Linked DNA regions of Rattus norvegicus: region 1 is linked to region 2. The links are chromatin contacts, called in public Hi-C maps. All regions are on one chromosome and are shown on one strand. The core of a region is the stretch at or near the end of the contact, and the rest is flanking DNA. Distances in the headings are between cores, read along the strand shown. Region 1 holds the start of Sox11 (SRY-box transcription factor 11). Region 2 holds the start of Silc1 (sciatic injury induced lincRNA upregulator of SOX11).

The links. Hi-C and Micro-C count contacts between places; a contact is called where the count stands out from the background.
Region 1: a contact with region 2 is called in a Hi-C map of prefrontal cortex, with 4 times the contacts expected there. The contact joins the promoter of Sox11 here to the promoter of Silc1 in region 2. A contact is called at or near these places in 2 of 12 Hi-C or Micro-C datasets (frontal cortex and prefrontal cortex).

Annotation. Positions count from the first base shown.
Region 1 is chr6:49,733,375-49,741,039 of GRCr8, forward strand. It overlaps Sox11 (SRY-box transcription factor 11), which reads right to left and starts at 5,420. Exons shown (of 1, transcript NM_053349.2): 1 at 3,399-5,420. The coding sequence starts at 5,118. The coding sequence ends at 3,931.
Region 2 is chr6:49,548,928-49,555,647 of GRCr8, forward strand. It overlaps Silc1 (sciatic injury induced lincRNA upregulator of SOX11), which reads right to left and starts at 4,862. Exons shown (of 2, transcript XR_354716.5): 1 at 4,326-4,862.

The sequences.
Region 1 (7,665 bases), core at 4,170-6,669, 190 kb after region 2:
TGTCCTCACAGGCCATAGGCTATACAAAGGGTATTTGAAACTGACATTCCTAATGGAGATTTTTTTTTTCTTATAAAATTTGGCCCTTAGAATAACTGAGAAATATCCTGAAAAACCTTCCCTGAAACTGTAATAAACAAAGTTTCTTTATCTACTGATAAAATCGACAACTCGGTAAGCTAGTTTCGCTGGTCTTCCTACATTAAGAAAAAAGCACAAATATAGTTGCCTCAGAAATCTGTTAAAAGCAGAGAACCTCGCAGGAAAAAAGAGTATAAAGATTCTAGAAATGAGAGAGTACAAGAAAACCTCTCTTCCAAGTGTCCACAAAGATACACATGCCCATTAGGAGAGAACAGTGAGACTATACATAATACCCCATCAGAGAATAAAAAAGCTGTGTGATGGAAGAGACTCCTGTTGAATGACTACTTGAAAATTGAGCAACTTATTAGCCTCATTCCCCAGATTCCTTGGGCAAAACTCATTTGAATTCTGAAGTGAAGAATAAATGTCCATTTCTTACACCATTCTACTATCAAGATGATTGTGGTTTCAATTCCCAGAGAAAAAAAGTAGACCTTGCCTTTTGATTTTTTTCTTTTTCTCTCAAAACAACTAAGTCAGATCCTGACTGCTAAGAGCATGCATATTTAAATCACTTCCCTTCATTAACATTAAAAAGAACTATCCAGGCCCAAAAGAGCTGCAATGATTTTTTTTTTCTAGCTAAAGGCTAATCATTCTACAAATAATTTGCCCAGTGACCGTAGTCATTCATAACACGTATTTGCAAAGCACACCTTAAGCATACTGCCTTTCATTCGTATTATATCTTTTTAATAAGAAGGATGCATATCGAGAATGTAGAAACTGGAAATCATTTCCACAGCTTAAAGAATTAATAAGAGAACGCTGGTTCAGGTATTTTTTTTTTCTTCAAAGATGGAAATCTCGCCAAAAAAATGCACTCGAGTCTGTGAACTAGGTACAGGAGCAGGGTACCCAACAGGCTAGACTGCTATGCACACAACGCCCACGCCCACGTTACCATTTTAAGATACTGTCAATGCTCAGTTAAAAATAAGACTTACTTAGGAGGAAAAAAATGCAGCTAAACTTTTATTGAAGCCTAGCCAGTAGCTGGAATACCTGTGTATTAGACATTCAATAGAGTTCATTGGGAATGGTCTTCACAATGCATTCGTCTAAACTGCTTTAAATATTGTTTAAAAGCGCATTCAAGCGCCTTTCCTGAGTTCTAACTGGGATTAAAAAAAAAAATCTTTTTTTTTTTTTCTGATCTCCAACCAAGAACTGTCTCTTATTTTCCTACCAAGAAACTCGGCCACATAATTTTAAAATACAAATTACTGCTATGCTTCCATTCTGAAGCCAAATCCTCACATCTTTTCTAATTTACTTAAAAGTTCCTTCCTCGCCACGGAAAACGCCCGCTGGAAAACAGGAAACACATGCAAATGTAAAGATCTCAAGACACTCAGAATGCCCTTTCCTTAGGCTTCAGAAACTGTCCCCTGTAAACTGCTGGTGGGATTATTCTCGCCTTAAAGGTCCCCGCGTGGTTCACAGCAGCGCGCTGTGGGGGAGGGGTGGGCTTGGAAGTCCCAAAAAGCCACACGGGGCCGCCGCCCCACCCACGCGCGCTGTGAGATCGAGCAGCTCAGAGGAGCTCTCTACCTGCAGTTCGCATCCTGCGTGGGGCCCCGACCTGGATCCCTATTGGCCAAGTCCCCGTGGTCAGCGCCCGCGCCGTAACGGTTTCTGTGGGTCTAGAGTCGGGCTGTTGGGCACCGAGTTTCAATTCACCGCCGGAAGGGTTCCTCGGTCGCGGGCGCCGCGGCCCCGGGGAGTTGGGCTTGCTCGCGGGACACCGCCAGGGACAGGCTGGCTAGGGGAGGGGAGTGGAGGGCCCCGGGAGGCAAATGCTCCATCAAAGAAACCAAAGCCACCCTGTACCGTGGAGGCGGCTCTAGGCGCATTTGCTTTCCTCCTGCCCCACCCGCGTGGATAACCCAGAAGGGCGCGGCCCTCTCCACTTGTATCCCATTGAGCGCGCGCGCAGCCAGGCTGCCCGCGGATGGGGGTGGAGATTTAAAAAAAAAAAAAAAAAAAAAGCCAAAGCCAGAAGCGGAGGCCTAGCCCTGTGGACACTAGCTCCGGACTCGCCACGCACACACCGGCGCGAAGCTCACGGCGGGAATGGAGACGCAAGGCGGGGTGAGAAGGGAGGACACCGGGCTGCCACCTACATGGCAGCCTAAGGGCTCTAGAAGCGGCATCCGCCCTCGGACACCCGCGTCCGCTGATCTGTGAACACGCGGCCCCGGGATGGACTTAAGAGAGACTATGGGCCATGCGAGCTTCTATCAGATCCTGCTGATTTATTAAAATCAAGACACAGACTTCAGCACACACACACAAAAAAACCCAAAAACCCCGGCGGTGACTTCGACAGTGCATTGAGTCTGTTTCGCCACCATTTGCTACTAAATATGCAATGGTCTGTTTATTTAGATTATATTGCACAAAATGAGAAAATTTTAAACTATGTGCCTTTCCTTTTTCTTTTTGATAAAAATCGAGTATCCAGTTTCAAACCTTCCGTCTGGGGCCCCGTCCACACATCACAGCGATGAGATACATAGGTCCTACTATGATACAGTACATACAGTCTTAAACTAAGAACAGCTCTGAGGTCTAGGTCACCATTTTCAATAAATCTTTACCTACAAATATTGAACAAATCTCTACTATAGCTGTACAAAAAAAGTTTGCTTTTTTTTTTAAACCACAAGGCCTTTAGATGCAAGGATTACTTTTAAATTTTTAATCCTTTTAAACCAGGACATAACGTACCAACATATTTGCATGCTAAAAAAAACAAACAAAAAGAAAGAAAAACAAAAACAAGAAAAGAAAAAAGAAAAAGAAATCAAAAGGGAAGAAGTGCCTGAAAGTCTTACTGAAAAAACACAGCAAGATTGTTCCCTTTTCACTGTACAAAAATACGCCTGAAAATATATTAATTTTTAAAAAAGATTGAGGTCTGTTATGTATCAAAAATGTTTCAATACCTTTTTGTACTGAGGTCTAGGCTGTAAGGTATTCAATCAAGGAGGTATAAGGGAACGAGTTACCAAAAAAAGGTTGCCAAGTAGAAATCACATTTGTAAAACCATAAACAATTTGATCTGAAAAGTAAACTCTGGTCTTAAGTCAGTTCACAGTTATGATTTTTGTAAGCGTTTGTACAGACTGCATTTTTTCAAGCTCCCTGCAGTTTAAGAAATCGGATGCATAGAAGACATCAGCTTTCTCCCTCCAAAAAAGAAAAGAAAATAAAAAGGTTGCAATGGTCCCTTTTTGTGTTTTTCTTTTTTTAAATCACCAGTTCCTTTTTAAATCTCTTAAGAAAAAAAAAATATCAACTCCCTAGAGTAACAGTTGTGCCGTCTAAAGGGTCCTCTGCCGACGTCTTTCAGACTTCAAAGAGCCACGAGCTTCAAACAGCGCCTTCCGGAGCGGGGCCTCCTCCCCTCCCCCGCCCGGTCCCCTCCGCCTTTGTTGCAATCACGAATTTCAGGAAAAAGAAATAGAAATTACAAAACACGATTTTTTTACGGGTGGGGGAAATCACAACTCCAGACTAGGTGTGCAACTACCTTGAGACACGATAAAGGAAGGGAAGAGTGGGGAGACCAAAAAATTTTTTTAAAAATTAAAAGATTAAAAAAAAAAACCTGGAAAATCTGTTTAAAACTACTCATTTCACTTTAACTCCAACATTTCATCACCGTTTCCAATTTCTCTGCGCCACATCTCTGACCATGAGCATCTTCTCCCCCTCCCCCCACCATCCTCTTTATCCTGACCGCCACGACTGCCTCCCGAGGAGCCCTGTGCCCCTCAATACGTGAACACCAGGTCGGAGAAGTTCGCCTCCAGCCAGTCCCCCGCGATCATCTCGCTCAGCTCCGGCGTGCAGTAGTCGGGGAACTCGAAGTGGGAGCCCAGGCTGCCCTCGCTGAAGGAATCCAGGTCCTTATCCACCAGCGACAGGGACAGGTTCCCCGCCGCTCCCGCGCCCAGTGGCTGCTCGCAGGCGCTGTGCGCGCCCTGGGAGAAATTCAAGCTCAGGTCGAACATGAGGTCGTCGGCATCCTCGGCGCCGCTGCCGCTGCTGCTGCCGCTGGATGAGGAGGTGGACACGCAGCGCGAGGACGCGGGCGACAGCGCGGGAGGCGCGGGCGGAGGCTGCTGCTTGGTGATGTTCTTGAAGCTGTAGTAGAGCCGGCCGCCCGCGCGCACTTCGTCGTACAGGCTCGCGCCCTCGGGGGACTCGGCGGCACTGCTGAGCGTGGGGCTGGCGGGCACCTTGGCCACGCTGTAGCGCCTCAGCAGCTGAGGGGGCTGCTGCTGCGCCGGTGGCGGCAGCAGGTGCGAGTGCGCGGGCTCGTCGTCGTCGTCGTCTGCGTCCGGCTTGGGCCGTAGCTGCAGCTCGTCGTCCTCGTCGTCCTCTTCATCATCGTCGTCCAGGAAGACGCACTTGGCTGCCTTGCCCGCGCCGCAGTCCCCAGGCTGCGCCGCCTTGCCTGCGCCCGCCTTGCCCGCAGGCGCCTTGAGCTTGGCGCACTTCTTGCCCGGGCCCTTGGCTGCCTTAGCGCCCGCCGCGCTCTTGTCCGGGCTCTGGCCCGCGCTGGGCTTGGCGGCTGGGTCCGTCTTGGGCTTTTTGCGCGGCCGGTACTTGTAGTCGGGATAATCAGCCATGTGCTTGAGGCGCAGGCGCTCCGCCTCCCGGATGAACGGGATCTTCTCGCTGTCCTTCAGCATCTTCCAACGCTTGCCCAGCCTCTTGGAGATCTCGGCGTTATGCATGTCGGGCGACTGCTCCATGATCTTCCTGCGCTCGATCTTGGACCACACCATGAAGGCGTTCATGGGCCGTTTGATGTGGCCCGACGCCGTCTTGCACCAGTCCGGGTCGCTCTCATCCAGGGCCACCGGGCTGCACGCCATGAACTCGCCCTCCTCGGTGTCCAGCGCGTCCCGGGGCAGGTTGCTCTCGGCTTCCGAGCTCTCGGCCTGCTGCACCATGGTCCGCGGCGGGGCTGGGCGCTCGGTCTCCTGCGCGGGCGCCCCTCCCCCTCCCGCCCCTCCACCTTCTCCGGCAAGTTGCAAAGTCCTTGGCCCCGCGGGTCCGCGGCTGCCCCCCTCCCCCCCGGTCCCGTTCCCTGCTGCGGCGGCGGCTGCGGCGACCGGAGAGGAGGCGGCGGCGGCCCGGGACCCGCGCGCGCTCTCTCTCTCACTCGCTTGATTTCTCGCTCTCCCACTCCTGGCAGCCGCCGCAAGCGCCGGACCCCAAGCACTCCCAGGCGCGCGCGCTTCTTCTGCAAAAAGTTGAGGGCTCTCTCTCAACTCGTTATCAGGGTGTCATATGGGTGACATCACTACTCCCCCCAGCCAATAGCTGGTCTCGACTCCGCCTATCTCCCGTTATTAACCACGGGCCCCACCTCCAGCCCCGCCTCCTGGCCAGTTTGCAAAGATGGGGGGGGGGTTGTCTAGAAATATGTTATTTTTTCAAAAGAAATCCGCGAGTGCGCACAGCTGCGCGTGTCCCCGGGGCGGATGCAGGACCGAGTGAGAGAGACCAGCGCGGACTCAAGGGACGATAGATTGAACCCTGGTGCAGATGCACCCACTCGGGCACTGCGAGTGGGTGCTCCCGCTCGTCCCGACCGGGTCGCGCCCTAAACCCGCGCGAGATCGCGCTGCGCCCCTGCCCGGCGGAAGGTGGCGCTTCGACACCGCGCGGCGCCGCGCACGTGGGCTCATCCTCTGGTTCCTTTTCTCCCCCTTTCAGGAGCCCGGCCGCCTTGCCGTCCCTTTCCCCCGGCCCTCCTCCCCCGCGCACCCTCAGGGTTTTGTCCAGTCTCTCCCCGTCTCGTTTTTCCTCCTGGATCGCGCGCCTCTCCCGGTTCGGCCCGAGTAACGGTCTGCAGAGACCGCCTTGTCCAGGCGGCTCCCGAGCGGTTCCGAAAGGAGTTCAGGGATTCAGGCGGGACGGGTCAACGGGCCCGGGACTCAGCATCGCCACCCGCCGCCCCTCCCCCACTTTCTACTCCATAGACCTCCCCACCTCCCCCGCGTCCCGCCTCCTCTGTCCATCACCCACGCCCTCCTCCCCTGCAGCTCGGTCCTGAAACCCTGGCTCTGCCTCCCAGCACGCACCTTCTGGGTCATTTGCTATTTTAACCCAACGGTACAAACCAAAGCTAAAATGAGGTGTACTCGCGTTTAAAGCAAAGATATTTCTTATTTGCCTGCTAAGGCTGCCGCTGGAGTCGCGGCTCCAGCCTACTGCTTTTGCCGGGCTCCTTGGAAACTCGCTTTTCTTTGTGTTGTCTCTTACCCACCTATGGCTCTTCTGAGGACAATGAAAAGAAGTCTTTCTGCTTTCTTTTTAACCTGGCTGCTCACCCTGTTTTCCTCATGCCTACCCACCCCCAGCGCTGGGGGACTGGTTCTTAAGATCTACAGCCCCTCACCCCACCCGGAGTCGCTCACCCGAGAAATCGGCCGCCCGGTACTAGTGGAATTATCTAAACACACTTCCTTTCAGGTTGGTGTACTTCACAGGGCACTACGATTCTCATCTCCCACACACCCGACCCCCGGACATACAATGGTGCCAGGTCTTCTTAGGTCATTTTATTTAAAAAAAAACCGGAGGTGGGGTGGGGTCCCTGTATTTCCCCCTTATCATGTTCACCCTAAAGAAAAGCACTGTCCCAAGCACATGTAATATTGAAGCTAACCTCAGTCCTCAGACTTGATAACGTTGGCATTTTATTTATTGTTTAAGGCCATTGGAACCCAAAATTTGCAGCCATACTGGTTAACCTGATGTCTATAGATGTAGAAAACCCAAGAGGAGTGTGGAAATCCATCTTTGAGGCAAACCAGACATTCTCTCCTGTTTTCCTGTGAACAGCCTGATTTCCCAGCAATGGGGACAACAGGAGAGGATGGGGTGGGGCCAGCTAGTCCCCATCACAAGGGAAATCTACACTGTACATACGGGGAGGTATTTCGTCTTAGCTTCCCCTTGCGAAGCATGGGGCATATACCATCATTGTTACTATGTGACCTCCCCTTCCACAGCCCTCTCTGGCCCGTTTTTTGTTTTGTTTTGTTTTGTTTTGTTTTGTTTTTGTTGTTGTTTTGTTTTGTTTAGAGACAGGATCTTACTCTATACACCTCAGGCTACTCTGAGGCATTTCACCTGCCTCAACCTCAAAGACCACCTGACATCTTATGTGGTTAAAAGAAAACGTGTTTGAAAATGTCTGGCAGTTTAAATTCTGCACCTATTTTTGCTACCTTCCTGATATGAAATTGTGCACAGCTTCAGAAGATGAATGACCTCAGGAGAGGCAGTCACAGAGCCTCTGTGTGTGTGTGTGTGTGTGTGTGTGTGTGTGTGTGTGTGTGTGTGTGTGTGTGTGTGTTCGTTCTCGGAAGGCTGCTCTGGGGGTGGGGATGCCACTCAAAAACACACAGAACTTGTGTTCAAAGACTGAAGAATCATTTGTTGGAGAAAGTGGATCCCAGCTAAAGAGGCAGCGCTTTACTGTGGGA
Region 2 (6,720 bases), core at 3,612-6,111:
TGACAGGACCAAGGGCTTCTCCTCCCACTGATGCCCATCAAGGCCATCCTCTGCTACATATGCAGCTGGAGCCATGGATCAGTCCATGAACAGCATTTGGATGGTGGTTTAGTCCCTGGGAGCTCTGGTTGGTTGGTATTGTTGTTCTTATGGGGTTGCAGACTCCTTCAGCCCCTTCAATCCTTTCTCTAACTCCTCCAATGGGGAACACTTCTATTTCTTAAAGCACAGCCTTTCCCTTTGAGTCCAAGCAGTCTCCAGATGCCTAGGTCTGCTATGATTCATTTTCCTTTGTTTCTCTGTCCAATTTGCTTTCAGCTGCTTGGACATAAGAGCCCCCGACAGTTTCCCTAGCCATCACGCTGAGAGAAGACCCCTGCATAGCATAGGTGACATGGATGGGCATTTGTTTACTTCATTTGATTTTTTTTCTTAGTGAATTAAATTTCTTCTTGAACGTTTTCAAACACGGATAAAAATGCATTCTAATTGCTTCTCGCCCACTGCTGCCATCCCCTCCCCCCCTCAAGTCTTTTCCTCACACTCATGTCTTCGTTTTATTTAATGGCCCACTGCAGTTCATGAATAAAAAGGTAGATGTGGGGTTCCTGCCTGCTGTACTTCCCCCCACACCTGTGGTCCTACTTCCACACACAGATTCACAATCTGCCTTCCTCAGCACCTGAGATCTCCCCTACCTTACTCATTCATGTCAAACACACACACCCTTCTCCATCAGGTGTAGTCACCAAGAATGTTTCTGAGGATGTATGAAGAAAGCCTTTAGGTTAGCCCCCGGGCCCTCCTGTGCCTTACTGAAAACGAGAGTCTCCTGCCTTCCCTGATTTTCCCCACCTGCAGGGGGAAGGCATGGGGTTGAGGAAACAGCCAAAAGCATCCAAGTACCCTACGGAGCTGACGCCTGACTTGAAGTGTCCCTAGAGATTCATGTGTTGAAGGCTTGGTTCCCAGCAGGTGGCTCTGTAGTGGGGGACTCTGGTGGGGGAAATCTAGTGAGAGGAAGTGGGTAATGACGGGGAGCAGGTCTTTGGAGGTTGTACCTTGTTGGTCCTCTCCTCACTCTCTGCTTTCAATCTACTATATGATAAAGTAGTTGTCCAGTTACCTACTTCTGTAGGCACAGTTCTGTAAAAGGCAAACAAGTTCAGAATAAGCCCCCTAATACTGTGAGGCAGAATGACTCCTTGAAGTCAATATATCCAGTATTTTGGATATAGCTACACAAAAGTAACTAACATAGATACGTTTGAAGGTCATTACGGTATTCAAAAAAATAAAACTGATGTAATGGTCCGTGCTGTCAACCTGACAGAATCAAGAATCACCTGGCAGACCTCTGCATATGTCTGTGAGGGACCTTGATAACATCACTTGAGGTGTGAAGACCTGTCTACTGTGGGCAGCACCATTCCCTCGAAAGCTGAACACTAATGTGTATGCAGTCAATGCTCTCTGCTTCGTTCCTGTAGATGTGTTGCCATCAGCTTCCTCACATTGCTTCCTCTGGCCCATCCCCACCATGATGAACTACACATTAGACCCGCAAGCCAGAATAAATAATCCCTTCCTTGAGTTACTTAAGTCAAGATATTACAGCAGCAGGAAAAAGAAACGAAGATGTTTGGGACTAGGATTAAAATAGGAATTATGATCCCAGAATATAAATAACATTCAAAAATCAGTGTACAGAGCTTTAAAATGCATTTTGGAAGATAATGAATGTTTAGGTGTATACCTCCACACTTAGTCATGACGCACAGCATCTGCATTCAGTCTAATACCATAAACTAAGTTGCTGCTGCTAAGTATAGAGTATTTTCATGGCATGACTCTCCTCATTGATGAGAGCAACTCATGCATAACTTCCCTCTTGCCCAGCTTGTACATGACTTAGGCTCATCAAGTCCTGTTAGTTACAGCCTTATCTACAGGCGCTTCCTTCACACATCATCTCCCTCTCCTCATTTGTATGTGTGTGTGGGGGGGGTTGGGGGGTAAGCACCCATGTGTTCTGGATTCTAGGACAGGTTCGGTCTTCTGTACACTGTACCTCCTTGACCCAGGGAGAAAGATCCTATCCATCTTCCTGGTAATCTGTTCTGCTAATCAGAACTATCAAAGGCAACATCTTTGCCCACTGCATAGGAGAAGTGCTTTAGAAAGTCACTTAGGAAAAAAGCTGATCCTAAGAACCCACAGTATATACCAGAACAGTAGTTTCTGGTGACTGCACCAGCCCTCTAACACAGGCTTATAGATGAGCAGTATGCAAATCTCTTTGGTCACTTGATTGACTTCTCCAACATCCAATAGGGAGAGACAGAGGCAGCTGCATGCTAATCTTCCCTGACACTAGGTTGCCTGAATTTCTTTCCTGTACCAGCTCTGGTGCATTTGTCAAAGCCTTTGTACTAAAGCACAGCTCCAGGCTCATATGCACAACCTGCCATCTGGGCTACGGTGCTGTGGTAGATCTGGAAGGGTAACATGGACCACGGTCCTCAAGCTTGCTGCACAGTGAAAGAAGCAGTGTGGCGGTACCAGTACCCTGACAAACATGTGATTTAGCTTCCACATCATGAACCTAGGATTTGATTATGAGACAAAAATTTAAGCTTTAAGGTTATCTAGTTATCTCCGTGTTGATGTTGACGTATGAGCCACAAAGTGCTAGGATAGGTGCTGCTAAGACTACAGCCTGTTCTCTCTGTACCACAATTCAAGCTCAGGTAGATTGTAGTCACACTCTATACAGTGTAGAGCAAGGGTCTTATTGTATGTTATCCTATGTGTTCAGGCAGCCTGCCGTGAGCCCTAACCATGCATTGTATAGCCTCTGAACTACAGCCTTTTGCAGCAGCATCTGGACACTGGTCTCCACTGTTTGCATTTCCGGATGTCACCCACAGATACACTCCTTGGGAAAGCCTCCCGAGTTTCCCAGGGTTTGGATTCCCTTTGTCTCCCCCCGCAGTTGAATGGGGTCCTCTATCCTGTGTGCCACATGGTGGTAGTCTTTTGGGGGCTTGGAATCATAGACCCAACCCTAGAGGAATATCAGCTTTGGGCTACTACAGATCAATATAATCTAATACGTCACAGACACTGGATGCTTCCAGGAAGAAGAGACATGAGCTGGAGGGGCTTTTTAGAAATTGTGGCTAAGCTTAAACAACAAATGCAGATGATGCATGCTTGAGTGAAGATGACAGGAGAGCAGAGACTGCAGGAAAAGAGAACCCAAGCACGTTGCTAAGGGATGAAGCCCACACGTCACCTCCAAGACAAGATCAAGAGGTGGGTCAGGAGTACACATCCACCTCCATCAATACCATGGGGTTCTTGTACCTGGCCCTAAATGTAGACAAGGGTCAATGAATGATTATTGAACAGCAAACTCTTGTGACAGGGTAAGCCTCCTGCAAAATAAAACAAGACTATTTGCCTGTTCACCAGCACTGCCTGTCCAGAACCTCACTTCTAGTAAACTGACCCCATTTGGGCTTTCAAGACCATGGAGTCTCACCAAAATCTTTGCTGCAGCCACCAGGGCAATGTGCTGGCCTAAGTCTGTTCCAACCCAAGCTAATGTGATCCTCTACTACGAGTACTGCTCTATGTCTCCCATGTGCTCTCAGCGGTTCCCCAAGCCGCTTCTCCGATGTGCTAGGGCTATGACCCAAATCTCATATCATTTTTTTAGGATGACAAGCCATTCTCATGTGTGTCAAACACCAGGCCCTATGCCAGGGATGCAAACACAAATGCAAACCAGGGTGTAATTCCATCCCCCAAGGACCTCAAGCTCACTGCAGTAAGGATAATCATCTTTTCCTGTGCAGAATTCAGACACTAACAGCTTATGTGATATTTTCCACCTAATACCAACTAGCTTCCTGTTAAGTCTAGGATAGGTTCCAAATTAGAAATTGGCCATCCCACCCCCACCCCAGTGTATCGGTCACCATCTCAGTCTCTTTCGAAGCATCCCATGAAATCCCCCTGGGGACATGTTGATCAGATTCTGGGCTTCTGGGACTAAGCAGAGTCTGGACTACAATTCCTCCTTGGCTAGGTCCCCTCTAAGATAATCCTCCTGTTTTTGGAGGGGGCTTTATGATCCAAGTGCAGGCTAAGCCTGGTTCTTGTTTTTTAACAAGGAATTAGGGAAATACAAGAAATCTTCCTGAATCAATCTGCTTCACCGCAACAGCCAGCCTCAGCAGAATGACTGTTCATAACAACACGGGAAGAAGCATGGGCCAGACAGCCCACATTATCTGAGTCCCCCATCCCCGACTCACCTGACTAGCGCTGCTCAGGTCCGGCTTCCTCAGACTCCCAGCCTGGAGAGCTCTGTCTCGTTTCAGAGGCAGTGTGCAGTGTGCTTTTCCCTGTAGCCCGGCAGCCGTCAGAACACTCTCCAGACTGCAGCATGAATCTAAATTTGGGGTCCTAGGCAGGGGCTTCCAGAGGTGCTTGGCACTGCTTGGAACGGGCATTAAGTGTCTCAGCTCCACTCAGACTGCTGACCTTGGCATGAGCGCTGTGGTACAACTCATCTTGCTGGTGCGAGGAAGCTTTAACTGTCTCTTCCCCGAGCTCATAACCCTCAAGTCGCAGGCTGAAACAACGTCCCACAATGCCACAATGCTCATGCCCCAAGCTGCGCGCAACCAACCCCTGCAAAATGTGCCAGCTAAAGGGAAGCCATCACTTAGAGCAAAGTGAATCTGGGTGGAAGACTATTTATCTCCACCCCCTCCGAATGGTATCAGTTAAGTCAATCAAAGATCATCTTAAGTGTGAAGATACTTTATTTTCTTTCATGTTCTTCCATAAATTCCTGCACATTGAAGCTCCCCCCCCACCCCTGGGCAAAAACAGCTCTACAGCCCTCCCCTTATTGCACAACATATTGTTCTGATTTAACTTATCTGCTTAAAACTCCTTATGGAAAGGATACAGTTGCTGGAGGAGACACGGCTATTTAAACCGTGTAGCCACTTCAGAGGTTAAAAATACACACCAGGATAGGACTGTGTGGTTGGAGGGTAAAGGGCTATATGAGAAGAACAGAGTTGAGGCTCCAGAGATCTGAGATCCTGGTATAGTGGTGATGTCACTGCACAGATGTTGGTGTGATTTGGTCCCTGGCTAACTGATATGACTGCCTAGACAGATAACAGCATTGTCATTCCTGTATTTGGGGTTCATTTGACCAAACTTATCTACCATAGGAAAGAATCCTGAAGGGTTTGGGGGTTCAGAATCCCCACCCTCTCACTTAGCCCTGTAACACCCTGTTTCAGTAACGACAGCCTCAGTATCCCTATTGGTGAGACAGGAAAATGAGGCTTGACATGGGCTGGTGCAATCCCTGTGAGTAATAAATAAGCAAATATGTGCAAAACCACCCAGAAACCATGCTCGGTCCACCATGTGATCGACAGATACAGTGACTGCTGCTGTAGCCAATGGTTCCGACTCTATCATGACTATTTATCCCATTTACTGTCTTACAGGTGCTGGCTTTGCTCGACATCTGGCTGTAGTCAATCCTCTTTAGCCACGGTCTATGCAGCTACGGGTTTAACCAACTGTGGTTTTCAAGTACTAGGCTAGGGCATAAACAGCTTGCATTTGTAAGACCCTGAGCTTAATACTCAGCATTAGAAAAATAAAGGAAAAAGATAAGGGAAAGAAAATAATCAGAAAACTAACTAAACCCATGCTGCCACGGCCCGGTCTTCTCTTCTCACGATTCCCCAGGCAATGGTCATGTACACTGCTCCCTTCTTTGTATCTAAAGGAAGTTGAGCATCCATGACTGTGAGTCCTATTTCCTGTTGGTACTTATAGGTATCTCTTTATGGAAGTGTCACAGTTTTAAAGAAAGTCAAATTCTACTGAGGTTTTTGAGATAATGCCACACATCTGTGTCTAGCCAATCCTAGTGGTTGGGAAGAGTCTCACTGAAGGACTGGTTGTCCAGTGGGGTGTCTCTGAGGGGTTTCTCTTATTTGGTTACTTAAGTTGGGAAGATCTACTGCGAGTATATGCAGCACCAATTCCTGGGCTACATGGTATGAAAGTGAAAGAAGCAAGCTAAGCGACTAGTAATGCATGCATGTGTTCATGGTCTTTCCATGTTTGACTTTCTCTTGGATGTGATGTGACCACCTCTCTGAAGCTCCCACCACAGTGACTTCCCTATCACAGTGTATTTGAAATTTTAAGCTAAAATAAAACCTTCACCTCCTGCACTGCTTTTTGTCAGGGTATTTTATCACAGCAACAGAAATGAATCAATAGAGTCTCCTTCAAACAACATTCCAAGAGCAGTTACTTAGGACTTACCGTATGCTCAGCTCCGCACACAATACCATAGTCTGTGCATTCACAATCTGTCTAGAGTAATGTTCCTTCTGGTGGGCATTTAAAACACACTTGTGTTTGCAAGACCGTACCAGCACCCAGACATCCAACTTTGTCTAGGTTACGAATCCGGTCAGTGTTCATTATGGCTTGGAATGTAGATTTTTACCTCAACATCTTTGTCTTCTGTGGCATTAACTATCCGAGCTAAGGAATATTGCACATAGATAGGAAAGCAGAAAGATGATTTTTCTGGGGTGAGAGAGCAATAGTCTTAACTCTTTCTCTCTACAAATTTGACCATGGGGCCCAATATTTCAA